Linked DNA regions of Mus musculus: regions 1, 2, 3 and 5 are each linked to region 4. The links are chromatin contacts, called in public Hi-C, HiChIP or PLAC-seq and Micro-C maps. All regions are on one chromosome and are shown on one strand. The core of a region is the stretch at or near the end of the contact, and the rest is flanking DNA. Distances in the headings are between cores, read along the strand shown.

The links. A called contact is a pair of places that touch in the nucleus more often than the background predicts. HiChIP or PLAC-seq counts read pairs in DNA pulled down with a chosen protein or histone mark.
Region 1: an H3K4me3 HiChIP or PLAC-seq map of embryonic limb bud shows a contact between it and region 4, with 5 times the contacts expected there. The contact joins the enhancer-like site here to the promoter of Shisa2 in region 4. A contact is called at or near these places in 9 of 39 promoter capture datasets (the C10 cell line, HPC-7-derived erythroid cells, embryonic stem cells and 4 more), 6 of 484 Hi-C or Micro-C datasets (the AtT-20 cell line, the G1E-ER4 cell line, embryonic stem cells and 2 more), 7 of 115 datasets of contacts at active chromatin or transcription factors (astrocytes, craniofacial prominence, embryonic forebrain and 3 more) and 3 of 9 other capture datasets (adipose tissue, macrophages and pancreatic islet).
Region 2: an H3K4me3 HiChIP or PLAC-seq map of embryonic limb bud shows a contact between it and region 4, with 3 times the contacts expected there. The contact joins the enhancer-like site here to the promoter of Shisa2 in region 4. A contact is called at or near these places in 12 of 39 promoter capture datasets (the C10 cell line, the HPC-7 cell line, HPC-7-derived erythroid cells and 7 more), 6 of 484 Hi-C or Micro-C datasets (the AtT-20 cell line, cerebellar granule neurons, cortical neurons and 3 more), 6 of 115 datasets of contacts at active chromatin or transcription factors (craniofacial prominence, embryonic forebrain, embryonic limb bud and 3 more) and 2 of 9 other capture datasets (embryonic stem cells and pancreatic islet).
Region 3: a contact with region 4 is called in a Micro-C map of embryonic stem cells, with 5 times the contacts expected there. The contact joins the enhancer-like site here to the promoter of Shisa2 in region 4. A contact is called at or near these places in 2 of 39 promoter capture datasets (both in liver), 1 of 484 Hi-C or Micro-C datasets (embryonic stem cells) and 2 of 9 other capture datasets (adipose tissue and pancreatic islet).
Region 5: a Hi-C map of nephron progenitors shows a contact between it and region 4, with 2.6 times the contacts expected there. The contact joins the enhancer-like site here to the promoter of Shisa2 in region 4. A contact is called at or near these places in 5 of 39 promoter capture datasets (3T3-L1-derived adipocytes, the C10 cell line, the HPC-7 cell line and 2 more), 5 of 484 Hi-C or Micro-C datasets (cerebellar granule neurons, cortical neurons, embryonic stem cells and 2 more), 10 of 115 datasets of contacts at active chromatin or transcription factors (craniofacial prominence, double positive thymocytes, embryonic forebrain and 6 more) and 3 of 9 other capture datasets (adipose tissue, embryonic stem cells and liver).

Annotation. Positions count from the first base shown.
Region 1 is chr14:59,804,745-59,809,474 of GRCm38.p6, forward strand. The region is part of intron 26 of Atp8a2 (ATPase, aminophospholipid transporter-like, class I, type 8A, member 2); the gene reads right to left. Among named protein-coding and RNA genes, the nearest start is that of Shisa2, 180 kb to the left of the region's middle. Within about 2 kb of position 1,612, at least 39 of the 459 cell types and tissues checked have an H3K27ac peak or open chromatin away from gene starts, as enhancers often do. A contact at or near this core is called in embryonic limb bud, embryonic stem cells and pancreatic islet, where this site is marked.
Region 2 is chr14:59,824,759-59,829,939 of GRCm38.p6, forward strand. The region is part of intron 26 of Atp8a2 (ATPase, aminophospholipid transporter-like, class I, type 8A, member 2); the gene reads right to left. Among named protein-coding and RNA genes, the nearest start is that of Shisa2, 200 kb to the left of the region's middle. Within about 2 kb of position 2,888, at least 5 of the 459 cell types and tissues checked have an H3K27ac peak or open chromatin away from gene starts, as enhancers often do. A contact at or near this core is called in embryonic limb bud, where this site is marked.
Region 3 is chr14:59,367,444-59,372,552 of GRCm38.p6, forward strand. No RefSeq gene overlaps it. Among named protein-coding and RNA genes, the nearest start is that of Phf11d, 4.5 kb to the left of the region's middle. Within about 2 kb of position 3,243, at least 15 of the 459 cell types and tissues checked have an H3K27ac peak or open chromatin away from gene starts, as enhancers often do. A contact at or near this core is called in embryonic stem cells, where this site is marked.
Region 4 is chr14:59,623,718-59,628,766 of GRCm38.p6, forward strand. Shisa2 (shisa family member 2) reads left to right here and starts at 1,564. Exons shown (of 2, transcript NM_145463.5): 1 at 1,564-2,683. The coding sequence starts at 2,350.
Region 5 is chr14:59,844,180-59,849,037 of GRCm38.p6, forward strand. All of the region lies in intron 26 of Atp8a2 (ATPase, aminophospholipid transporter-like, class I, type 8A, member 2), which reads right to left. Among named protein-coding and RNA genes, the nearest start is that of Shisa2, 220 kb to the left of the region's middle. Within about 2 kb of position 3,047, at least 10 of the 459 cell types and tissues checked have an H3K27ac peak or open chromatin away from gene starts, as enhancers often do. A contact at or near this core is called in nephron progenitors, where this site is marked.

The DNA of each region.
Region 1 (4,730 bases), core at 362-2,861, 180 kb after region 4:
CTTCCTTCCTTCCTTCCTTTCCTCTCTCTCTCTCTCTCTCTCTCTCTCTCTCTCTCTCTCTCTCTCTCTCTCTCTCTTTCTCTCTCTTCCCACTAGATAGGGTTTCTCTGTGTAGTGCTAGCTGTCCTGGAACTCCACTCTGTAGACCAGGCTGGCCTTAAACTCAGAGAAATCTGCCTGCCTCTTCCTCCCAAGTGCTGAGATTAAAGGCATATGCCATCACTGTCTGGCTTGAAATTTCATTTTTAAACAGGCCTCTCCTCCCATGAGGTTATAATTTTTCACCAACCTAGTGAACAAAGACGTAAATTTGACAAAGTGAAAAACTAGCTGCTCCAATCCCTAGCTAGGAATTCTGCATTGTTGACAAGTGTTCAAAGTACTTTCCTTTGACTTGAGGATTTCACTTCGTTATTTAAATCTTACAGCTTTAGTCATGTGGTACTCAACAAAAAATATAAAAGTGTTTGCTTTGACATTATTTGAAATATAGAAACTGTACACATTATATGATGATTGCTGTAGAATACTCATTCGTTTAAATAAGCACAATAATCCATCTTGAAGAGCAATACAAAGCGGCATGCATAAGAAAGTTCCCAGGCACACCACCGAAAAGAAAAATCAAGTTGCAAAACAGGGAAGTTTGGAAAGTCCCTTGCTTCAGAGTTTGGGAGTCAGCTTGGACTACCCAGCAAGACTCTTGTTTGAAAAACAAAACAAAACAAAACAAAAACAATAACAAAATCCAAGTCTAAACTTAAAGCCCTCAAACCCTGCAAGGCTCACATCGAAAGGTCATGACTACAAAACAAAGGTGTAAACTCTACACATGGTCATTACTTCCGATAGTTCTTTTTGAGTAGCAAAGAGAGGCTCACCTATGCCTCTTGCAGTGCTTTGAGCTCTCAAAACATCCGTGTTTTGTTTATATAACTGAGGCAGTTTCCAACTAGGGACAAGTTACCAAGGAGGAGGCATTTCACGGTGTATGGAGATCTCCACGGTCACCTCCTGACATAGGATGATGCTAATTGTCATGGACTGGTCGGGAGGCCAAGGAGTCTGTTGAACACCTTTACAGCATCCAGGTGCTCCACCCCCAACAATGACCTCACTTGACCCTGACTGTCAGTAACACATTGTGGAAAACCCCTGGCTGTATTTGGCTAGTCTGGTGTACAAAACTGTGACTATGTGGTCACTATCTGGGGAGGATGGGGCTCAGAAAGCGTCAGCCCTTAAAATAATAACAATCCACTTGCAGCCACACGGCCGTATCCATGGCTAACTCTTACAGGGCCAGTGTAGCACGGGGAGTAAATTCAGCAACTTCACATGGTTAAGCCTACAAACAGCCATCTACTATAAAAACAAATTACTGAAGAGTTGTTTTAAAGAGCTAGGACAAAATACCTAATAAGAAGGGAAAAAGGTTTTTAAGAGAGTTCTTGTCCTTTTTGTCTGGATTGATTGTGGGACAGTGATGTGTGGGACAGTAGGTACCAAAGCCTCCGTGGTCACTGAAAGCGGGGACTTTGATATCCTGTCTCCTCCACTGCTCCCCCTTCCCAAGCAGCTGCAGCTCCACAGTTCAGCTGGCACAGACCTGGCTCCTCACAGTCTGGATGTGTTTGCCCTCATTTTTATCATTTGCAGGTGCTGCTGGGGTTTGACAAGTGTAAACAAACTCATTCTCAACCTTTCATGTGCATTCCAATTACCAATCCCTCGCTGGCGATTAGACCTTTTTATTTGATTGGAACTATGTTTTTTTTTTTTTTTTTTTTGGTAGAGGAAAATGAAACCCAAAATACACAAAACAATTCATCCCGCCTCCCCCTCCTCCAGTCCACCTTATAATTTCAAAACCCATAAGCTGTTTGTTTCTTCCCCTTTAAAAATTCAAACTTGATTTCATCTTGGCAAGATTTCCATAGGTAGAGGGAAGTGTATGAAAATGCAGTATATTTTTAAACATTTATACCAACGGACTTAGTTTTTATTTTGTTTACTTGTGAGGCAGGTACACAATGACTCTCTGACACACTATAAAGTCAGGCTTCCACACCACTTATTCATATACAAATGCTAATTCATATATAAAAGACAGCACCACCCAATTCCTGAACACCAAGGTCATTTTTGGTGGGTCACTGGCTCTCACATTTGTAGACCAAACTCCACCCTCTATGCAAACAGATGGTCTGCTCCCGACTTGCAGCTCTCAGTGTCTGCTGGCCACTGTGTTTTACTCTTCTGGATTAATGGGAGAAGAGACTGCTCGGCTCTAACTTCCTTGTTAACCAGGAATGCTCTTAAATGAACCAAGCCAAAGCCCAGAGCTGGGCAGCCTCAGACTTGGTGGGTTGGTGGGAGGCCTGCCAAGCACTGCCGCTTGCCAAGCTCCTGGGGTTTGGGTCCTCAAACATAGGGCTGTTATGAGCAAACTGACCCAAACTTATTAAATGGCTTTTCCTTCTCGGAGAAAGGTCCTTCTTTGCTTTAACTCCTGCCTGACTGCCAAAAGTGCAGTAACTGTTGGCTGAATGTACAGGCTCCTGTCTGGAGGAGCGACTGCCACTGCTCAACCTCAGTGGGTCTTACTGCTCTAGGTCGCCACTAGCAGTCAATGGCTCTGAGACAATGAACTGGGATTAAAGACATTGCTTTCAGAGACAAATTGTTGCATACCCCCCATTTGACCTGGCCATATGAATTAAGAGAAAAACAAACAAACAAAAAAACAAACCCAAAATATATTTTTTCTAAAATTCTGTTCCTAGAAATTAATTCTCCATTGATAAAAACACTGGTTTATAAAAGTGCTGCCTTGTATAGTGTTGTTGGCAATGGATGACAAAGATGAAGGCAAAGGAGCTGAGATCCTTTTTAAGCAAATCGTTGTTGTGTATGATGTATGAGGTCAAAGAGCAAGGCTGTGGAGTCGGCACTCACTTTACAGTTTATGTGGGGTTGCTGTAGGTCACCAGGGCTCCTTGGCAAACACATTACCCACTGATCCATCATTTCAGCCCAGACAATAAAGCTCTTAGGTGAAGGTCAGGTGACTGTAGCAGATCTGTGAATTATTAAGCACTTCCAAAAACACTGATGGGAAAATGAAGGGGAAAAAGCAAAGGTGTGATACGGGGAGGGGCTCTGAGCCATGACAGGGAGGTGGTGGACTTTAGGAGCTTCCCTACAGGTGATACATTACATGACTGAGAAGCCAAAATGAAACAGAGACTAGGAAAGGTGGTTGGGGAGCCAGGCAGAGCCCTGTCTTAACTCTGGAAGAGTTTCCTCCCCCTTAGTCAATATTGGACAGGGAAAACGTGGGCACAAACACTGCAAACCTATAGAACAAGTAAACAATAAGAAGGGAGTGGTGTGCACAGGATTCAGGTTCCGTAAGAGCACACAAAGCAGTGCATTCCTATACATGTATTTGAACTTGAGAGGGAGCATGAGAGGCCGGACCCCATGGTTCCTGTTGATCTCAGAGCAGAGGCAGACGGTGGGAGTGCTGTTAGCTATATGGGGCACCATTTTTATCACAGCACACAAGTGCGACTTCCACTTTTGAAAATGACATAGGAGAAAACTTAGTCTTCTGTGTACCCATTATACTCACCTTTCTCTTAGCCTATCACACTCTTTATTATTTATTTATTTATTTGCATTTTCTGGCTACCCCCATATGACCAAATGTCATATGGGTTTTATTCATGATAGCATACTTCAGACCTGGCTCAGGGCTGGAAGACAGTGGTAAGGAATACTCACAGACTATTAGTCCTTTGAGGGAGCACCTGATCGGTCCATCGTAACTGTTTCCTGAGAATGGATCTTACTTTCTGAGTGGATCCCTATCTTCATTTATCTTCATTTTCTAAAGGACAGAGGGATATGAGGATGCTAGGATGCCGAGGCCCTGTAACAACCCCGATGGATCGGCTCCCTTGAACTTCATTGGCACCCTAGGAACTCCTGTTCCCACCTCACAGTGAGGAAATCTGAATACAGAGAAGACAAGGCACCAGGTCGCACTAAATCGACCCTTAAAGGCTGTAGCAGTCAACAGTAAACTATGCGTTTCAAATAAGTGACTTTTAAAACATTTACGTTAAGGCAATTAAATATCAAATCTGTATCTATGACTAATCTGCTTCGGATACTTTAAGATTGTAATATCAACAAAACACTTCTCAAATGGAAAACTTATTGAGAAAATAACCCAGAATTTCCTCAAATGTCAAGTCAAAGGAGAAGAGGTCCCTTAGAGTTTGGGAAGCAGGCTACAAAAGCCTTCCTTACCACTCTAGTTTGAAATATTACCTGTGGCACAGGCCTTTAATCCCAGTACTTGGGAGGCAGAGGCAGGCAGATTTTCTGTGAGTTCAAGGACAGTCTGGTCTACAGAGAGAGTTCCAGGACAGCCAGGGCTAGATGGAGAAACTCTATGTGGAAAACCCAAAAACTAAAACCACACCCCCCCCCAAAAAAAAGAAAAAAAAAAGAAATATTTCCCAATAATATTCTAAGCTAACATATTCCAATCTTTTGCTAGCATGGTTGAGTCTGGCCCAGCAGACAGTCAAAAGTAATATTTATTATCCAAATTCCTCAAATAAAAACATGCAAATGAACGATCTTATTTAAAAGAACTAGAACCTGAAGTTGAGAAAGCACAGAGTAAAACAAATAAATTATCATGTCAAATGCAT
Region 2 (5,181 bases), core at 1,638-4,137, 200 kb after region 4:
TCCTCCAATGGGGCGAATTCACTGGCACATAAGTTACACTTAAGCTTTATAAAAGAACTCTGCTCTTAGTTCACACCTCTCATTATAGCACCAGCTATCTGTCTACAGCTAGCAACCAGATACGGCATGGACTCAACTTACGTTCTCCCCATGTGTAGCAGTGTAGAGGAAGAAATCAAATACTGCTTGGGGAAAGTCCTCTGCTTTAGTCCTGATTCTGTCCCTTGGGGGTCATATCATTTTCAGGCAGTCACTAGTTATAACCATTCTTTGTGATGTTCTCCTTCTTTGGATGATAAAGAGATTAGATGGGGGCTAATTTCAGTAATTAGGACAACACTCTGATTAGAAATGGTGCCTTCTGTGCATTGTGTGTACCATGTGGGAGACTTCAAATGACAATGCCTCAGAGCACCCCTGGTTCACTGCTTAGATATTTATTTAATGCTAGAATCTCCCGTGGATGAAGGCTATGCTTCCAGGGTCACAGAATTCATTTTTGTATACGTCAAGTCAAGAAGACACTTAAGTGAGACCCCGATTCTATCCCAGGGCAGGCAGCTCGGTAGCAAGGCCTCTTAGGTTCAGAGGCTCCCTCCCCCAGGAGCCCCAGGAAGTAAACAGAATGTCAGCTCACGGCAAAAAGAAAATGGAGAAAGTTTATGTTGAGACATTTTTGGACTTAGAATGTGTATACAGAAAGTCCTTGACAGATTCCGTGAGCCAGGGATAAATGAAGAAACTAGCCATATACACTAGCTCTCAAAAGGCAGATGATTGATTCCATTTAATTGCTCCATTAGGTATATGTAAAGCTACAAAACTCATTATAGGAAATTGGTCAACAGTGAGTTGTTTTAAAATTCTAAATGCTTTGTGTGTATAAGTGTTTTGCTTGTATAAATGCCTGCACATTCATTGTATGCAGAGACCAGAAGAAGGTTCAGATCCTCTGGAACTGGAGTTATAACAGCACTGAGTTGCCACGTGGATGCTGGGAATTGAACCTCCGTCCTCTGGAAGAGCAGTCAGTGCTTATACACTAGGCATCTCTAGCTTCAATCTGATCAATACCAAAGAATAACAACACACAAACAGGCAATATGCCAGAACTAAAATTAGGGTGGCTTCTAAATATTGTAGTAGCATAGTTGCCTAACACTCAACAAGGACCTGGGTCTATTCTCCAACATCAAAGAAAACCAGTCTCCACTGAGATTCTCTCTCTTTCTAGTTAGATGACTATCATCTGTCTGCCTGTTTTATTCCACCCTGCCCCCATGTGTGTATTCATTATATATCTGGTTTTTTTCAACAAGGATGTTTGTGATATACTCTTACACATTGCTGGTGGGAGTGTGTGTGTGTGCATGTGTATGTGTGTGTGTGTTTGTAACAAGGATATTTGTGAGGGACTCAGTGTAGCAACTATAGATGTCAGTTGGAATGTTCCTCAAAAAATTACAAACATGGTCCTACCATTCTCTACAGCATACACACAAAGGAATCCAAGTGAACACCGCAAGGGTACTTGCACAACTCAGTTCACTGTAGTACTATGGACAAGAGCCAAGACACTGAAGCATAAGCAGAATAGCTAACTTTCAATGGACAAACACTTCCATCCAGAAAACAAGGTACATAGAGACAAGAGAGGTTTATTCTTGATCACGGATTTGATTGCTAGCACCCCTACACAATGTCACCTACGGAAAGAAGGTTTAAGTCTCAGGAGAGATGAGAAGACTCTTGTGACAGCCTGGCTTCCCACCCCCAACATTCCTAGAGAGGAGGACGGCTCACAGGGACCAAAATCAAAACAAATAGAAATATGCGCTTTGTAGAGAAGCGATGGAAATGGACATCATCATGTTCAGAGAAATAAAATAGACTAACAGTCAAATAGTACATGTTCTCTTCATATGTGCAGTTTTGATTTAAATATATGTGCATCCATATATGACATAAAAGGAGAAGGGGGATGTTTGGGGGAGGAAGGAAAAAGAGGGGGATGAAGGGGAACAACAGAGGGAAATGGACAATCACGGAAGAGAACATGGTATTCCTGTAGGGAAATGTTATAACAGAACCCGTTATCTTACATGCTAATTAAAAATACCAATTGGGGAAAAAGTAAAAATAAATGTAGTGTTTGAAGCAGGCACATTCATTACTATCTTTACACTTTTCACGCCAGTTGTGATATTTAGTAACACGTCTTCCCAGACAAGAATAAACTTTATACAAACATCAATCTCCATGCCTCACGCCTCCTCAGAGAATGACTGAAAGTAAAGACAAGTATTTAAATATCTGTACTAACCCTGCCCCCAAAGCTTCTGCAATTGAACAAGGTGTTCTGTCAAAGTCTCTAGTACTAGGTGCGTAAGTTGGCATGGCCTTTGGGGCTCACAAGCCTGTATGGTTCAAAGCATGAAGCCTATGTGACAACCACTTGTTATGAGGTGATAAACGGAATCTGAATCTAGGTCATGTCTTGACAAATGTGCTATATTAATAATCTGCACTTAGAGTTTTATAAGGAAACTGGCACCATGAACTTCTTCCAAATTATATATTATAGTTTTAAAATATTCCCCCAATACTGAGATTATGGTTTTAATGCATTTATAGAAACCTCATTTTACCAATCTGTTACAATTCTGTCATCTAATGATTTAGGTTTGACCTGCAGTCAGTCACTTACAATTGAAAGAGCAGTGAAACCTGATATATAAATATTATATTTAAGTTAGAATACACAAGTGTACATTCATCCATCAAAACTTGCTTCTGCCGCCAAGAATGCTGGGCTGGAGTGCCCTGCCCCCACCGCACACAGCTGCCCCAGAGCAGCAGTGCGCTCCAGCCACAGATGCCTACCCTCAGGTTTCAGCCTTAGTGAGGGAAAATGTGCAAGGCAGTCTGAGTGCAGAGCCTTCACGAACTGTAAAGGTTTCACAGTCATCTTACCCATCTCTAATTAAATCAACCCCCTCCCCAACTCACCTTTCCCTCTACCCAAATCGTACAGATTACCTTCTATTAAAATTCTTTTCTGCACACGTGATTTGCTATAACAGTTTAACAGCTGGGTCGCCTGAATGTGGTGGCAGCCACTGGAAAGGTGTAGAGAATAAAGACTTCCTTCTCTCACAAATGGAGGAGGCATGGAAATTCTCAGCGTGGAAGATGGGAATGTTCAGACTTATAATGAAATCCAGGGAATCATTTTTTCAGATACCACTGGTGCAAATGTACCACCCAACACCTCAAGCTTGTTGTTTAACATTTCCCCTAAGTGAGGATGGATAGGCTGGGCCCAGACCCAGGGCTCACAGGCCACTCTTTCCTTCAGGTTGAGGCTCCACTTGCAGGCACAGAAAACCCTTGTGTTTATACTTTACATAGGAAAATAAGAAGCTCATTAGAATCAGTGCACTTTCTAATTTACTTATCCAACTCTGATCTCAAAGTGGGTTTATTTATATTTTAAAGTTGGATCACATTTAACAGACATCTCATCTTTCAAAGCTGTGCACCCTTCATCGCCCGAAGCAATAGGTGAGGAATAAGGCCACTGACCTTGGAGATCTCCATCAGAGAACCCACTTCATGCACACTGTTGGTCACTCCCATGATAAAAACAAATTCTGAGGTCTCTCTTTGTCTCTCTCTGTCTCTGTCTGTCTGTCTGTCTGTCTCTCTCTCTCTCTCTGTCTCACACACACACACACACACACACACACACACGTTTAACAACGACTGGTTGTTTTTCACGAAGCAAAATATTTAAAGTTTTGTTATTCCCATAGGCAATCTCTAACTAAAGCACCCTGCTAAGCAGATTGCATTTTTTTTTATTATGTGAGGCGTTGGGCAACCCTTTCATTGCCTTGAGTTTCCATGACATCGTTCAGTCTCGCAGTGGCCAGCTGAAAGGCCTGGAGGTGGGAAAGTCCAATACAGATGTGACCCATCTCAGATGATGCCTCGACGGCTGAGACAGTGTTCCACTGGAGATGTTCATCTTCTTATTTTAGCATGTGCCTCTTAAGGCATGGCATGAGTCTTGAAAACCATAGCTGAGTCCGGTGTTAGACATCTGGGCCTGACACGAGACGCTTCATAACAGTTTCTGGTGTGAGCATCCTTTGCTGAACACCCATTCCCCCAAGCTGAGGGGTTATACTCAGATAATTGTATTTATAAATGAATGTTACCTTTTCCTTTAGCAAACAACTGGCTGGACTTTTCTTCACCTGGTTCTGTATTTGTGGATACGGTTCCCAGTGACACACATTCTGGAAGTTTTATATGCCATTAGAGCAGCTGTTTTTAACAGGGGTCATGACCCCTTTTGGGGGTTGAATGGGTCACAGGGGTCTCATAAGACCATCTGATAACACAGAAACTTGCATGACTATTCATAATAGTAGCAAAATTACAGTTACAAGGTAGCAATGGAAATAATTTTATGGTTGGGGGTCACCACACATGAGAACTGAATTAAAGGGTCACAGCACTAGGAAGGTTGGGAACCTTTGCATTTGTGGTTCCAGTACCAGGGTATCTGGTTTACAGTATTGACCTGGCCAGTGTCCAACTCTGGAGATGTTCCTTAATGTCCCAATACCTTGGTTTTCTTATAAAGAGGGTGGACAGTGATGGTAACCTAGATGGTGAGTAGGAGTCGATGGGTCGATCCCATTATTACTCACATACATCAATACCTGTGAAACAATTAAACCCCCGTGAAAGTGTCGTTCAACCCCCAAAGGAGTTGTGACCCATGACTTAAGAACCACTGTTCTAGCCCCCAAAGAGAAAAGGAACTCCAGCCTACCCGAGGAGCTGATTGGAAGCTGATTCTGAATTAGGAGAGAGAGAGAGATTCCGTTTTTGTTTGCTTGTTTGTTCGTTTGTTTTAGGAATATAGCTTCTGGTAGGCTGCTGCTACTCCAGTGAGTGGCTGTTTCCTCATGTTTATACTAGCAGCACTCAGCGGACTCTGAGTTAGTAAAAAAGAACCCATGAAGCTGCGAGGGGAGGTGGTGGTGTGTTGCAGGAGCTGGAGAAGGGGGGGTGGGAGTGGATTTGATCCAAACACATTGTAGAGATGCATAGAATTCTCACATAATAAATAAAAAGTATTTAAAAGAGAGAGAGAGAGAGGAAGAG
Region 3 (5,109 bases), core at 1,993-4,492, 250 kb before region 4:
TTTATTACACATTACTTTGTGTGCATTTCAGTGTGTGCACATGTGTGCCATGACACATAGGGCAGTTAGACTCACTTCAGGCTAAGGTAATTCTCTTAAGGTAATTCTCTTCTATCATGGGGGTTCCAAGGTCTGATCAGGCTGTTATGCTTGACAGTAAGTATGTGCCTTTACAGGCTGAGTCATCTCTTTGGCCCATACCTAATGTCTTAAAAGATGAAGTACTATTAAAGCACAGAACAGAACAGGATTCTTGAAAGGAATCTCCTGTAACCAAAGTAACTTTGGGGCAGAGTCAGGCCAATCTCTATAAGCCATATAGTGAGACCCTGTCTCAAAAAAAAAAAAAAATCCAAAAGAATCCTAAAAGAAGAAGAGGAAACTCTTAGGAAGAAAATTAACATGGGCTGGAGAGATGGGCCAGTAGGTAGAGCGACAGTAGAGTGTACTGGCTAGTTTTGTGTCAACTTGACACACGCTGGAGTTATCACAGAGAAAGGAGCTTCAGTTGGGAAAATGCCTCCATGAGATCCAGCTGTAAGGCATTTTCTCAATTAGTGATCAAGGGGGAGGTCCCCCTGTGGGTGGTGCCATTTCTGGGCTGGTAGTCTTGGTTTTATAAGAGAGCAGGCTGAGCAAGCCAGGGGAGGCAAGTCAGTAAAGGATATCCCTCTATGGCCTCTGCATCAGCTCCTGCTTCCTGACCTGCTTGAGTTCCAGTCCTGACTTCCTTTAGTGATGAACAGCAGTATGGAAGTATAAGCTGAATAAACCCTTTCCTCCCCAACTTGCTTCTTGGTCATGATGTTTGTGCAGGAATAGAAACCCTGACTAAGACATAGACACAATTCCTGAATTCTCCTTTCATTAGAATCAGGGTGGGATGTGCATCAGTTGTCTCAGGACTTTAAAGAACAGACAGGAAAGTTGCTAGGCTTGATGGCCACCCAGTGTAGTTGAAATGCCCAGCCAGGTTCAGAAAAGACTTTCTGAACAGAACAAGTTGGAGATTGATAAAGTATACCACCCAATATCCATACTCATTCACATACACTAAAAGAAAAAAGACAGACTAGAAAAATACAGTGTAATTGTTGGGGGCAGGGCACAGATTCAGATGGAAGGTGGAAGATGGAGGGAATGCTAGAGCAGAGAATTCGAATCTGGACTCACCTTTAGTAAAAGACTCTGAGGGGAAGTGCATTCATTTGTTGCCTTAGTACAACACCAATGTATGATTGGCAACTCAGTGTTACTTCCTAATGTGCTTGTCTAATACACACAGTAACCAACAAATCTCTAATTGGTAGTAAAGCCTGGTCAACAAGAAGGACATCATGTTTGGGCCTGGAACCTAGCCAAGTATTCAGGACTAGTGAAGTCATGGATCTTAGAGAAAAACCAACAACTGTCACCTTACTAAACCAGTATAATCCCTAACTACATTGTAAATATGTGTCCTTAGACCCATAGATGAGTATAGCTCTCACCCTTCAAGGAAACTTCATTTGGAAAAGCAGATGGAGATCCTTATAGCAAACCACAACTGATAAAAATACAGTTCCAGAGCCCAGGCCCAACTAACGCATCAACACATTACAACTCCTATGAGTAAGATTCATGATGGAAGAGGCAGAAGGACAGTTAAGAGCCAGATGAACAGGAAGTCTGCTTTGAGATTCCGTCTCTTGGATTTGTCAAAGAAGCCATGAAGTCTCACCAACATAGCTGCGTAAAAACAGGCTGAACAAGGGACACCAAAGGACATGCTAGCATGGGAAGGGAAAAGCCCAGATGGCCTCAGCCCTCCACAAAGAACTACAGATAACCAAGGAGTGTGAAAGCAGAAGAAATAAATCTTCCCCACGGAAGAACACATCAGTTGGTCATCCAATAGCAACCTGGAAAACTTGTACATCTAAGTATCATTTTACAGACTAAGCACAATGTATTTCCTAAGATTTGAGTGCTTTCCGGACACTGTGGGTGCTATGATTCTGCAGGTAAAGAGCCACGACAGACAGTACTCTGTAGGAATATACGAAGGATATTTGCTTCTTGTGAGTCTGTTTTCCACACCTCTTGTTTCTAGATAAGTATATTTTACATGTGAGTTTTTTACACTTGGCTAAACATTGAGAAAGGATGAAAGATTAGTTGCTTTTGATTTTTAAATTTTGATGAGAGGATTTTTTTTTTTAAACTTGGATTAAGAAAGTCAGTAAAATATCTCTGAGCCTTTGGCCACAAGCCTTTCCACACTGCCTGTGGAGGACAGGCCCTGGCCCGTGCTCCCTGAGTGCTGCTCACTGTCACCAACCTCTTGTGGGGGCATCAGCACTGGGGGGGGGGGGGGGCTCTTAAGGAAAACTCTTGAATATGCTTTAAACCCAATTAGACAGTCAAGATATATTTAGGTTTGTTGTGATGCTTTTAAGATGGAAAGATGGCTCAGCAGGTAAAGACTCTTACCACTAATTCTGATGACTTAACTTCAGAATCCACAGGGTGGAGAGAACAGACTTACAAGTTGTCCTCTGATGGCTACACAGAGGCCCAATAAAGGAGAAAGAATAAGAGATAAAAATAAAAGATTTAGGTACCTATGGAGAAGTAACTAGAAATACCTGTGAAAAGGTGATGATAAAGCAGCTTTTTTTCAGGAAGGAAAGGGTTACAGAAATTAGAGCCCCAACTTCCCCCGCGACCCCCCCCAGCCCCTAATCCACAACAGTGCTTCACTAAGGTTGTGTTTGAGACCAGCGTGCACACTACCCTCCCCTCTCCCTAAAGTTACTCACAAACACATTCTACATGGCTGCTCTTTTCTGACTTGATGTAATTGTTAAAGCCAGCCTTCTTACAGGACTCCATAGAATGCTCAGTTTTTGGTGGTGGGAGGAGTCCAGGCCAAAATCCATCAAAACTTAATTGAAGCTTCTGAAAGACCCTTAAAGTGAGGACTCCCCCACGTTCTGACTCAGGAGAGGTGACACCCCAAATCACTTACAAAAACGGCTTTGATGCAAACCGCAAGAGGACTTTTTGTTCCAGGGCACTCTGGAGCCTAGTCACACACCACGGCAGGGGTGGAGGACTGCAAACCACGAGTGCGGAATTGGGACAGCTTTTGTGCGGTTACAACAATGCCCGCGCTTCGCAAACCAATCATGTCATAGCATCAAGAGCCCGCGCAGTGCGGGCTAATCGATTTGTACCACTCCATAGTTTCTAGGCCAATCATAGTTTCAAGCCCGCACTCCGGGGGGTGAGGGTGGGAGCAATCAGTTTTGTATAGGTTGGTTGATCCACATTTGCACGGGTTCCTGGGCGGGGTCGGCAGTTTCAGTGTGTAATCGTTCCTTCTATGGTGCAAGCGGTTTTCGGAAGCTAGCTAAGCGGCTAGTCAACTCATTTCGTGTTATCTTACAAGGCCAGGATCACGAATTCACAGATAGCAGGCCCTGGAGCTGCAAGAAGTGTGTGTGACCTTTTACCTATTCTCTGGCAGGGAGCAGGGTCTGGAATTTGTGTTATTTAGGGCTCCTTAGGAGGCTGGAATTGGGGCTGTATATTCTAGTCCTTCTTTGTGGGGTAGGATCTCCTTCCCTTCTGAGGTATAGCAAGTCCCCTCTGGGATCCTAGAGAACCAGTCTATCTTTCTCTCTTGCCAGTCTTCCAGGGTGTTCTGCCGCCCGGGTCCTGGGGTTTTGGACTTTTCAACTACAAGCAGAAGGTTAACACTCTGGGCTGCCTGCTTGGCGACCTGGTCAGCCATCTGCTTTCCTTTTGAGATGAAATCTTTGGTCTTCTGGTGTCCAAGGCAATGTACAACGGCTAGTCTTTTTAGCAGATGTAAGGCTTCTAGCAAGCTTAGAATTGCTTTTGTTTTTGACTTCCTTTCCGGCTGAAGTGAGCAGCCCCCTCTGTTTATAGGTAGCCCCATGCACACGTGCAGTCGCAAAAGCATACCTGCTGTCCGTGTAGATATTGATGGACTTCCCTTCGGCCAGGCTTGCATGAGGGCCACGAGCTCAGCCTTTTGTGCTGAAGTTCCTTCCAGCATACTGCTGGCCCATACTGTGTGGGTCCCGTCCACTACTGCCGCCCCAGCCATCCTCTTACCTTCTACCACATAGCTGCTCCCATCAGTGAACCAGGTCAGTACTTCTACGGTCAGCGGAATATCTGTGAGATTCTTACGGACCCCAGTCTCCTCAGCTAATATTTGATGACAATCATGAACCATTGGTTCATCTGCTTCTTCAGGCAGAAGAGTGGCAGGGTTGAGGGTGGCTGGTGGAGCGAATGTGACCCTCCCTGTGAGAAGCAGGCTTTGATAGTGGGTCATACCGGCGTTGGTCATCCACCGGTCCGGGGGCTGCTGGACGATGCTCTCCAGTGCATGCGGGACTATTCTGGTTACACTCTGACCCAACGTTAATTTGTCCTCGTCCTTGACCAGCGTGGCCATAGCCGCAATTGCCTTTAGGCATGCCGGCCACCCACTGGCCAAGGGATCAAGTTTCTTTGAAAGGTATGCAACAGGGCCTCTTCCATGGTCCCAGTGCTTGAGTCAGGACACCTTTAGCTACCGTTCATCCACATAGAGGGTGAAGGGCATAGTCACATATGGGAGGGCTAAAGCAGGGGCACTCAGTAAAGCCTTTTTAATCTTATCAAACGCTTTTTGGTGCTTGAGTGTCCACGTGAACTCCTGTCTTTTAATTTTCCTAATGGCTGTAGCAGTACTGAAATGTTCTGCTCTGGTATCAACCAGGAACTCGACTGGTTGCCCCTCAACTTTCAGAGTTACCTTGGGCTCAGGGAGGGGGTCCGAGCCCTGGCTCCCTTAATCTTGGTCCTCCCCTAAAGCTAGGACCCTTGGTCCTTTGTTTTTCTTCTTAGAGCAGTCCCTTGCCCAGTGTCCTTTCTCTTTACAATATACACACTGGTCCTTGTCAAGTGGGATCTTCTTGCTCAGGTTCCCTAACTGACTTGGGCCTGCCCTGGGTCTCCTAAAATCAATCAATCAATCTCTCTCTCTCTCTCTCTCTCTCTCTCTCTCTGCCACTCTTCCCTTCTAACACTGGGGCCAAGATTTTGGGC
Region 4 (5,049 bases), core at 314-2,813:
TAACTTGGTAAACTCCAGGTTCAGTGAGATACCATGTCTCAATAAGGAAAATAATTGAGAAAGAGGCCTGACATCAGTCAACCTCTGGCCGCCACACGCATGCTCATATATGTAGACATACATGCACATACAAACACCTACATACCCACCGCTCACACACGCATTGGCTCTGCACAACGCTGCTTATAGATCGTTGTATCATTTTTACTTGCTTGATTCCGTTCCAGTCCAACTGCTCTGTTAATTCAGAAACATTAGTCTGCTTGAGTTTGTGACCACACCCATCTGATCTCTGATGCTAATCAGGGTTGGGCCTAGTTAGTTTGTGGGTTGGAGACCACCCTGCTTGAGGGAAACGGTTCGAGGAGCCAAGGTGAATCCCCAGAACTCGATTCGGAATGTGCTTATGAAATGAATGCTTCTTCAATGTTGGAGTTTTGTTCATTTCTTAGCTTATAGGGGTTGATGTTTGGCGCATTTAAAATATGTCTTTTCAAGACTGGAGTGGAGCTCTGTGGTAAAGCATTTCCTTCCCAGGCCACGCTCTGGGGTTCCGTGCAAGGGTCCCTTAAATGACAAGAATAAGGTGTTTTGTTGGGCACAGGCACAGAAGGAAGAGTTTTCTCTGTGAATATTTTCTGGGATGAGTGGAAGGCTTAATTCTCAATGTTTTAGGTAAGGGTTGCACTAAGAGCCCTACAGTGGTTTAACTCAAAAATGTCTTTGCTATGGACAAAATTGCCTTGTATTCTTGTTACAGCCAGTTCTCCATTAGATACACAAAGAAACAGCCCGGAAACACGTGATGGTTCCTCCTTCAGGGGCTGGGTTTAGCATTCACATGGAATGACTCCAGCTGAGAAAGACGCAGTAGGTCCTTTAAAAATACTCATCGTTACTTTAATAGCATCAGCACCTGCTCAGCTGCTTCAAGAGTGAAGCTATTCGTTTCTTCTCAGAATGTCTGGCGTCTGAACCCTTGCCTTCTTCCTGGCTGCAGCTGTCTAAGCCAAGGAGGTCAAGTGTCACACGGAGGCACCTTTCTGCCGGACGCCAACAATCACCACACCAAATTAGGGAGGGGAAAAGAAAACTAATAAAATAATATAGTTAATTTAGTCAGTGACCCTATTGACTTTCTTGCTGACCTCTTTACTGTGCAGTGCCATGGCACCGGGAGGCCAGGCACCACAGCTCAGATAGGGTTTGTGTTCGTCCTGGGCCTGGAGGTTGAAAGCTGAGCAAGACAAGTCTATCTGAGTGATGACTGAGTCCTCTGTAACATGGAAAGTAAGAATTATTCTTTGGAGAGTTGTCAGAGTAACTCGGAATGTTGGACGTCGAAGATCCGCACTAAACTTACTTCTGCTATCCTTGTTTTAACTGGCTTCCAAGGCGTGGCTGACTTAAAACGTGTTTTCCCACTTGTCTGTTCTGTTCACCCGCACCGCTGCCTGGCCACTGCCACACCTTTGGTGAAGGAAAGTGAAGGGCTACGAGTGTCCCCTGGCGGAGGGAAAGCCCTCTCGGCACGCATGCGCGCAGGGGAGCCTCCAGCCCCTCTTTAAGTGAGGAGCGCGGTGCGCAGCCGGGCAGTCGGAGCTGGCTCGCAGCCTTGCCAGGCGAGCGTGGGGTGTCCGCGCGCTCCTCTGCTCCCATAGCCCGAGGGACTGAAACTTCCGTGGGCGGCTCCCACCGGAGCGCACTGCCGGGGGCGCACCAGCGACAGGGAGAAAGGAGACCAGACGCGGGCTGCAGTAGGAGCCGGGGAGGGCAGCCCGCTGGCCCGGCGCCCAACAGCAGCCGCGCGGCCGCCGCCAGCCGGGCGGGCTCCGGGACTGCAGGGGAGGTGCGGGCACTCGCAGCGTCCCGAGCGGTGGCCGGAGCCATGAGGACCGAGCACAGAGTGGCGGAGGCAGAGCGCAGCCGGCCGCTGCTGCACTTGCCGCCGGGAGCACTGCGCGCACTGCCCGCCTCCTTCGCTGCTTCTCGCAGGGGAAGTGAATAGAGGGGGAAAGCAGCCACCAGCTCCGGACTCTGATGCTGAAACGCTCCAGCCGCGGCCTGGCTCCTGGTCGGCAGCGAGGCGTCCCCTCGAGGATGCCCAAAGAAGGTCGGATCACAAGCCAAGCTTTCAGAAACGTTTCTTCTGTGATGCCCCTGTGAAGGCCGAACCTAGCAGGGACGTGGTCACTCGCAAGGAGGGATGACTTAGACCCTGGCTCTGCAGCCTGGGCTTCGCCTCAGAGGGGAGTGTTCCTCACGGAAAGCCCCAGGGATCGCCGAACCATAACTTCTTGGGGGAGATCTGTGACCTCTAGAGACATCACCGGTGCCCAGGGCAGTGCCATGTGGGGCGGACGCTGCTCACCTTCCACCTCTTCCAGGCACCGCGCGTCGCTGCTGCAGCTGCTGCTGGCCGCGCTGCTGGCGGCGGGGGCGCGGGCCAGCGGCGAGTACTGCCACGGCTGGCTGGACGCGCAGGGCGTCTGGCGCATCGGCTTCCAGTGCCCCGAGCGCTTCGACGGCGGCGACGCCACCATCTGCTGCGGCAGCTGCGCGCTGCGCTACTGCTGCTCCAGCGCCGAGGCGCGCCTAGACCAGGGCGGCTGCGACAACGACCGCCAGCAGGGCGTAGGGGAGCCTGGCCGGACAGACCGAGAAGGCCCAGACAGCTCGGCAGGTAGGCGAGCAGCAGCCAGGTGCAAAGAGGGAGCGGGAGGGCGGTTGCTTTGCCTGGGCAAGAAGGACCAGGAAGCCTGGAGATTTTAGGAAAGGGCCGGGGAGCAGAAACCTGAGTTTTTTGTTTTTGTTTGGGGGTTGTTTTTGTTTTTGTTTTGTTTTGTTTCCCCTACTCATTAACTTTGTATGAAGTGGGGCAAAAAACCTCGAGAAAAAACACGTTGCTTCTGTTCATGGTCCGTGCCTTCCTTTCCCTTCGTCCCATTTCCACTGGGCTTAATCTTGGGAATAGTCAAGAAAATGACAAGGGTGCACCCCTCTGGAGAAGGCTTGTCCAGGGTTCTCCTCCAAGGGTCCTCAGACGGAGGGCAGTTCTGGGGGACAGCAGACGACTTCCCGTGGGTGACGCACCTTTTCACATCTCAGGGATCCCTTCTCTCCCGCAGGAGCCAGTGCACAGCTCCCTGTGACCACCTAGGCCTCTGGGAATCTGGATTGGCCTCCTTAGGCTGACTTGATAGACGTGCCACTGGAACGGAGCCCAACTTTGCTCATTGAGACTTTTGACTATTTCTTAATAGACAAAGCCAGATTTTGAAAGTAAGCCTGTCAAATAATTTAGTAGATGGCATTTCCTTAAGGAGAGGCTGCCAAATTGAGTCTCTCTCTGTGCGTGTGTGTGTGTGTGTGTGTGTGTGTGTGTGTGTGTGTGTGTGTGTGTGTGAATGAGTGCTACAGGCACATACATAGGTTTGGAGCTGCCTGCGCTTTGGCACAGGTGGTTTCTGCTTTATAGAGCAGTCTCCAGCCCAGCAGCTCTTTGCAGTGCAGTTAAGCGTTTTCTTAGTTTGCTCTTCCTGCTGCTGTTGCACTGACTTCAGTCTGAAAGGAGGAGAACTGAGGGTCGTTCTGGAGAAGGCACCATCTGAACTGCAGCTCAGTTTGCGGAGTGTGTGGTCTGGGAACAAAGCCTAGAGAAAAGAGCCAAATGGCTACAATAAGGTGTCTGTTCAATTGGGCTTGTTAATAACTTCTAAAAGTCGGGATGGAGTTGGCTAAGGCTGGAGGCAGCGGCCTTCTCACACTGTGGATGCTGGCCATGGCTGCCCTTCACTCCACTCCTAAATCTTTAAGTCTCCCGGTTCTCTCACAGCCCTTCTGCAATGAAGGACGAATTGCCCAATTAAGCCTGCGGGGGCTTGTGGTAGCACTGCATTCTTTACCCCTGTGTAGTTATTTACACTTCCAATTAAGAATCCTGGAAAGAGAACAGTTATTTCTCCCCCAAACTCATTATGTGGGCTGAGACTGATTTCAGCTGGATTTTGCTATCATATTGGAGGTAAAACTTCTCTGTGGGTTTTTGTTTGTTTGTTTGTTTGTTTGTTTGCCATTTATAACATGAGGGAGCTGGTATCTTAATTTAGGGAATGAGATATTTTTACTGTGTGTAGGAAAGGGCTTGGCTCTCACTGCTTGGACGGGGCCTCCAGTGCTGGTGTAATGAGAATGGTACAGCTGTGGGAGCCAGCTGGGCTGCAGATGGCAGCAAGCCTTCTGGTCTGCGGAACGGACCCTGAGTACAGAAGTGGCTCTGCTCAGCAGTTTATTTCTCTGTGATTCTGTGTGCTATGTGAATGGGGACGCCTACTCCCAGGATAGAGTCTGCAAAAGCCATTCGCAGATCTGACCTTTGAGGTCTGGGCTCCGTGTTGCCCCATCGGAAATGCTGGCAACTGTGCCTCACCAAGACTGGTGAGACCCATGAACCCCTGTTCAGATGGAGTCCTTAGGGAGGGCTGGGCTTGGCTCAGTGGTGACATGGTTCCTTAGCATCTGGGAGGACTCTGTCCAGGTCAGTTCCCCACACCTCACACCCACTCCCACACCTGCTGAAAAAGAAACCTAGTTGGGAACTCACCAGAAAATGCAGCAGTTTCTTGACTGTAGGGAGACTTCCACAGAAGTGGTCCAGAGGCTTCCTGCAGGCTCCTCCTGTCTGCTTAGGTCCTGAGCATGCTGCCCCGCGTTCCTGCCTTGCCTATGGCTCCCATGATTTAAACAATTCTGTTATTTATTTTTAAAAGATAATATATAATTATATATAATATATAAAGTCTCACTTTATAGCCTAGGCTGGCCCAGTAGCTCACTATGTAGTCTAGACTGGCCTTGAACTCCAAGACAATTTTCTTGTTTCTGGCTTTCCAAAGGTTAAAGCTGAGAGTCACACCATGCAAAGTTCCTGAAAGGTTTTTTTTTTGTTTTGTTTTGTTTTTTTGTTTTAAAGAAAATAACTTTAAAGTGAAGTTCATTACTCTGCTAGTTTTACTCACAACCCTTTATTGTTATTTTATGGTTTTATTT
Region 5 (4,858 bases), core at 1,797-4,296, 220 kb after region 4:
ACAAGAGCAAGGGTCGATCTCCCATGGATTAAGCCATGTGAGAGAAGACACGTATCTACAATCCCAGTCACATCACCTTCTGACAAAGGCAGAATCACGGAGTGAGAAAACACACCTGTGTCCTCGAGGGTCTGGGTGTAGGGCTGAGCGTTGGCCGCAAAGGCACCTGGGAAATATCTGAAGCAAAGGGGGCGGGACACTTCTATATCTGACTGTGCAAATGTATCTGGCAAGACTCAGAGAAGTGTGCACTAGAAAGGGTTAATTTCAGTGGATGTAAATGATCCATTATTAAAAAGAAACTGGTATGCCGTACTAATAAACACCTTCAAAAGAATTAAAGAAAACTCTACGGTGAGGCTAACAAGGAGTAAAATCTTGTAGTTAAGAGCCCATGTTATGAAAAAACAACTTTCAAATTGGCAAGGGGCTGACAAAAAGATTACCACAACAACATGTGGCTTGTTCCCAGAGAGGTGATAAACTTCATCCTATAATCCCTGGACTAAAGAGAGGCCAATATTTTAATCGATATTTTACTGGCAGGCTCTGGAGGCATAAACGGCATTTAATAGGATGAATCTGTATTGCCTTCTGTTGGCTTAAAAACCCAGGCTGGGTTGCTGTACCTCACCCCTCTGCCTGGGCTTGCTTTAAGGGTGCTTGGCCCATCAGGGCTTGAGACTGGAGGGGCAGAGGGCAATCCAGCAGCCTAGGACATCAGTCAGAAAGTAGTCTAGTTGTTTAAGTTGATAGTCAGAATGCAGCAGACATAATTTACCACTGAAAGCAGAAACACTAAAGAGGCAGGCTTCCTGATATGATGCACATAGCAGAAGCCATTTGAACTAATCTTAAAGGCAGCAGAACCCAACACCAGGACCAAGAGAGCATGTGTGCTAACATGGACATTACATTGATCTCATGCACGTAAGTGGGCTTTAAACCAGACTGAAAACCACACCTCCTTCCAAAGCTGGTGTGACAAGGCTAGGGCTAGGGAGGAGCAGAGGAGGCTGTGTCCTGCTCTGGATTCTCTACAAGCCGGTGCATGGCTTCCAAATGCTGGCAATGGTTTTCCACGTGTGGATCGTGCTCTAGATGCACCAGCCATTCGCATGGTCTCATGCCATGAGTGTCTACTCCTGCCATAGAACATGTTCTTCCCGAACCACAGGCTGTCCCGATACCTGTTACACAGCCTCCACTCTTGAACTCGGACACCCCATCATTTCTAACTAAATAGCAATGAAATCCACCAGCTCAGAATTGCACCACTCAGATAGAGAGGAGACAAAATGGATGGACCAGCACAATCAATTAAATCCTTCGGAGTTAATTTTGGAGTGTGTATGAGTCTGTGGTGTGCACATATGTATGTGTTCATGTGTGCCCTATGTGTATGCGTGTGTGTGGAGGCCAGTGTGGATGCTAAGTGTATTCCACAATTGTTCTCTGCCTTATTTTCTGAGACGGGGTCTTCCACTAAACTCATGGACTCAGATAAAATGACAGCAAGCTCCAGGGATCTTCTCCCACTCCCCAGCACGGGATTATAGGTGAGTCACACCACAGCTGGCTCTATGTGGTGTGCTCCTGCTCCAAGGGCTAGACTCAAGCCTTTACAATTACTTGGCAAGCACTTTAGAGATGGAGCTGTCTCCCCAGCCCAAAAGAACTGATTTTGAAAATAAGACAGTGAAAGTTTTAGGTAAGTCTCTAGTGCTGCAGTTCTCAATCTGTGGTCATGACCCCTTTGGTGGTGGTGGTGGTGTGTGTCAATGACCCTTTCACAGGGGCCACCTAAGACCATATGCATATCAGATATTTATATTACAATTCATAAAGGTAGCAAATTACAGTTATAAAATAGCAATAAAAGTAATTTTATGGTTGGAGTCACCACACATGAAAACTGTATTCAAGGGTCGCAGCATTAGGAAGGTTGAGAACCTCAGACGTAGTGGCAGAAAAAGAGAAGTCAGAGAAGAAAAATACAAAAGAACTTTAAAAGGCAGGAAAACTCCCAGGGAAAAAGGACCCATTGGAGAAGTCAATTTCACAAGGATAAAAACCTGTGGATTATAGGCAAGATAAAAATTAGGAAAAGGAAGCAGTGTGCTTAAGATGTGCAATTAAAGTTGTTCGTTATTCTTGCAAAAGATGGTGGTAGGCAAATTTAATACATACTGAGGATTCTCTCTCTCTCTCTCTCTCTCTCTCTCTCTCTCTCTCTCTCTCTCTGTGTGTGTGTGTGTGTGTGTGTGTGTCTATGTACACAGATCTCCATAAGTTTCTGTGGAAGAGTTAGGTTAGATCAGAAAGCCATTTCCTCAAAGTGGGAAACACTTATGTTACCTTTCTAAAGATATCTCTCATAGTTTAAAAGACAAAAATGCAAAACAGCAACCACCAACCGGCAGAGTCTTGCACGTCTGCCTCTACTGTGTGTGTTCAATCTGTTTAGTCCTGTCAGGGGCAAAAAGAGCTAAGAAATAGTTCCTGTCCTTAGAGCAGTCAGAGAAGATCTCTAAAATAAAAACAACCAGTGCGACAGGGAGGAGAGCAAGTTGGGATTCATGAGGCTTTAACTCAGGAGCTGGGCGAGCTGCCCCATACTGCTGGGCTTTGTTTCCCCAGTGCCAGCTGGGGAGGGAGTGAGCATCAAGCTTTGGAACCGTGGCTGACCTCTCCAGATCCCACGGTCCTCCAGGTCCTTCACTCAGCTACATTCTTTCTTAGACTTGGACTTAAAAAAAATTATTATTCCAAGGAAACTTAAGCATTTTATAGAGTTTCGAATTCTCAATTTTAAAACCATCAATGTCTAAATGTGTTTTTTTAAAATGCTGGGTATTTATAAATGATCCTCTTAGATAAAACAGCTGCAAAAACATCATTAAAAAAAAGCTCCCACCGTCACATGTAAAAGGCAGTAAGAGTCTATTTTTATAAAGTTCAAAGCGGACTGTGAATCTTGCAGGGGGATCCCCGAGGACACCCGATGGCTGTTTCTCTGCCGCTGGGCCTGCCTCCTGCCTGCCCCATTCCCTCTCCGCCTTGTGCTCATAAACTCACAGCTCTATGCACCAGCAGCAACCGACTGGCCTCTCAGAGAACACTGCCAGCACATGGCTAACTAGATCTAACAGCCATCTTCTGAGTGAAACACAAAACCTCCTGCGTGCCTTACCCAGGCCTCCACTAACCCTAACATTTATCTGACTGGATAGACACTGAGTGTGAACGGGAAAGACAGGTGCCGGCCTCTCCGGACTCACCAACCTGTTCTCCTCCTGCCTCCTTCACCACTCCACATGGCTCCTGTTCACCCACCTATTTTAACCCATCTCACCCTGGAAATCGGAAGCTCCAACCCACGACCCCTGTGAAGCACCATTTCTGGCAATAAATGCCACCTGCTCTGCCTCACCCGCAGTCAGCTCACCGTCTGCAGTGCAGGATTCCTTATCTGCATCCCCACTCTATGCCAGCAGCACAGATCCTAGGCCCAGAGTATTCACTTGAATAATGAGACCAGAAAAATAGACTTCAGAAGATTCTGTTTCAAGGTAATTTTCCTGTTGCCCCATGGGAAGTCTCTCTGGATGGTTTTCTTATTGACATTTTGACTGCCCAACAATTATTAACACAAAATGGGACCCACCCAGATACTCATGGGCTCTATGAACTGCTCTTAAGACAGGTTGACACCCAGCCTGTGCATGCAGTTTCCTGGGCAGGGCATGATGCTATAATCAACTGCCAATCCCAGATGGGAACATGGTAGAGCTTCCCCTGAATGCTCCAATATTAGCGTTCCACTGGCTGCAGGGCTTCTGTAGAGACTGCATGGCCTCTACATGTGTGTGATGGGGGGGGGGGGGTCGTCACATCTTTGACAGAAAGGCTTACAGGCAGACTGCCTTCTGTGCCTCTGTCCATCTACTTCAAATCATATCAAGAAACAAGAAGCCACCTCTGCCAAGGCAGGCACATAGATAACAAGAGAGCTTAGCTGTCAGAAGTTTTACCACAATGACATTTTTTTGTGTGTGTGTGTTTACAATAGAACACCATGTGTGTGGGGGACAAATATATGTGTGTGCACATATTACTATGACTGCATACATATACACTGTACATGTGGAGGTCAGGGGTCAGTGTTGAGCAACTTTATCAGTCACCCCCTTATTTCGTGGGGGACAAGGTCTCTTATGGAACTTAGAGCTGGCCATCTCAGCTAGACTGTCTAGCCAGCAAGGCTCAGGGATCAGTCCCCTGGACTGACATTACAGATGTGTGTCACCGCAGCATGGTTTTAGGTAGTCACAAAAGACCTCAGGCCCTTACACTTGTGCAGCAAGCCACTTCACCCACTGAGTCATGTTCCTAACCCAAAAACATGTTTGAGAGATCTTTGAGTTGTTCCGTTTTTAAGAGGCTGGGTCACTGGATGTATTGTGTGAGAGCAGGTGGTATTGAGCTAATGGAGCCTAACGCTTTGTGTATGCTGGGGAGGTACACTACTGCTGAACTATATTCTTCATACTTTTTTTCATTTTTTTTCACTTTGAAACAAAGTCTCACGATTTGCCCAAGCTGGCCTTGAACTCACTTTGTAGCCCTAATAGGAATTGAATTTGTAATCCTCCTGCCTCAGCCTTCCAAGTAGCTGAAATTACAAAGCCTGTGTCAATAGGTCTGACTTGGATGGATTCCTTTTGACATGGTGTAAGGCAGTTGTTCTCTAGAGATGCTAGCAGTAATTGTTTTTAGATTTATTTTATGTGTGTGTCTTGCCTGTGTGCATGTATGCACACCATGCATGTGTCTAGTGCCTGCAGAGGCCAGAAGA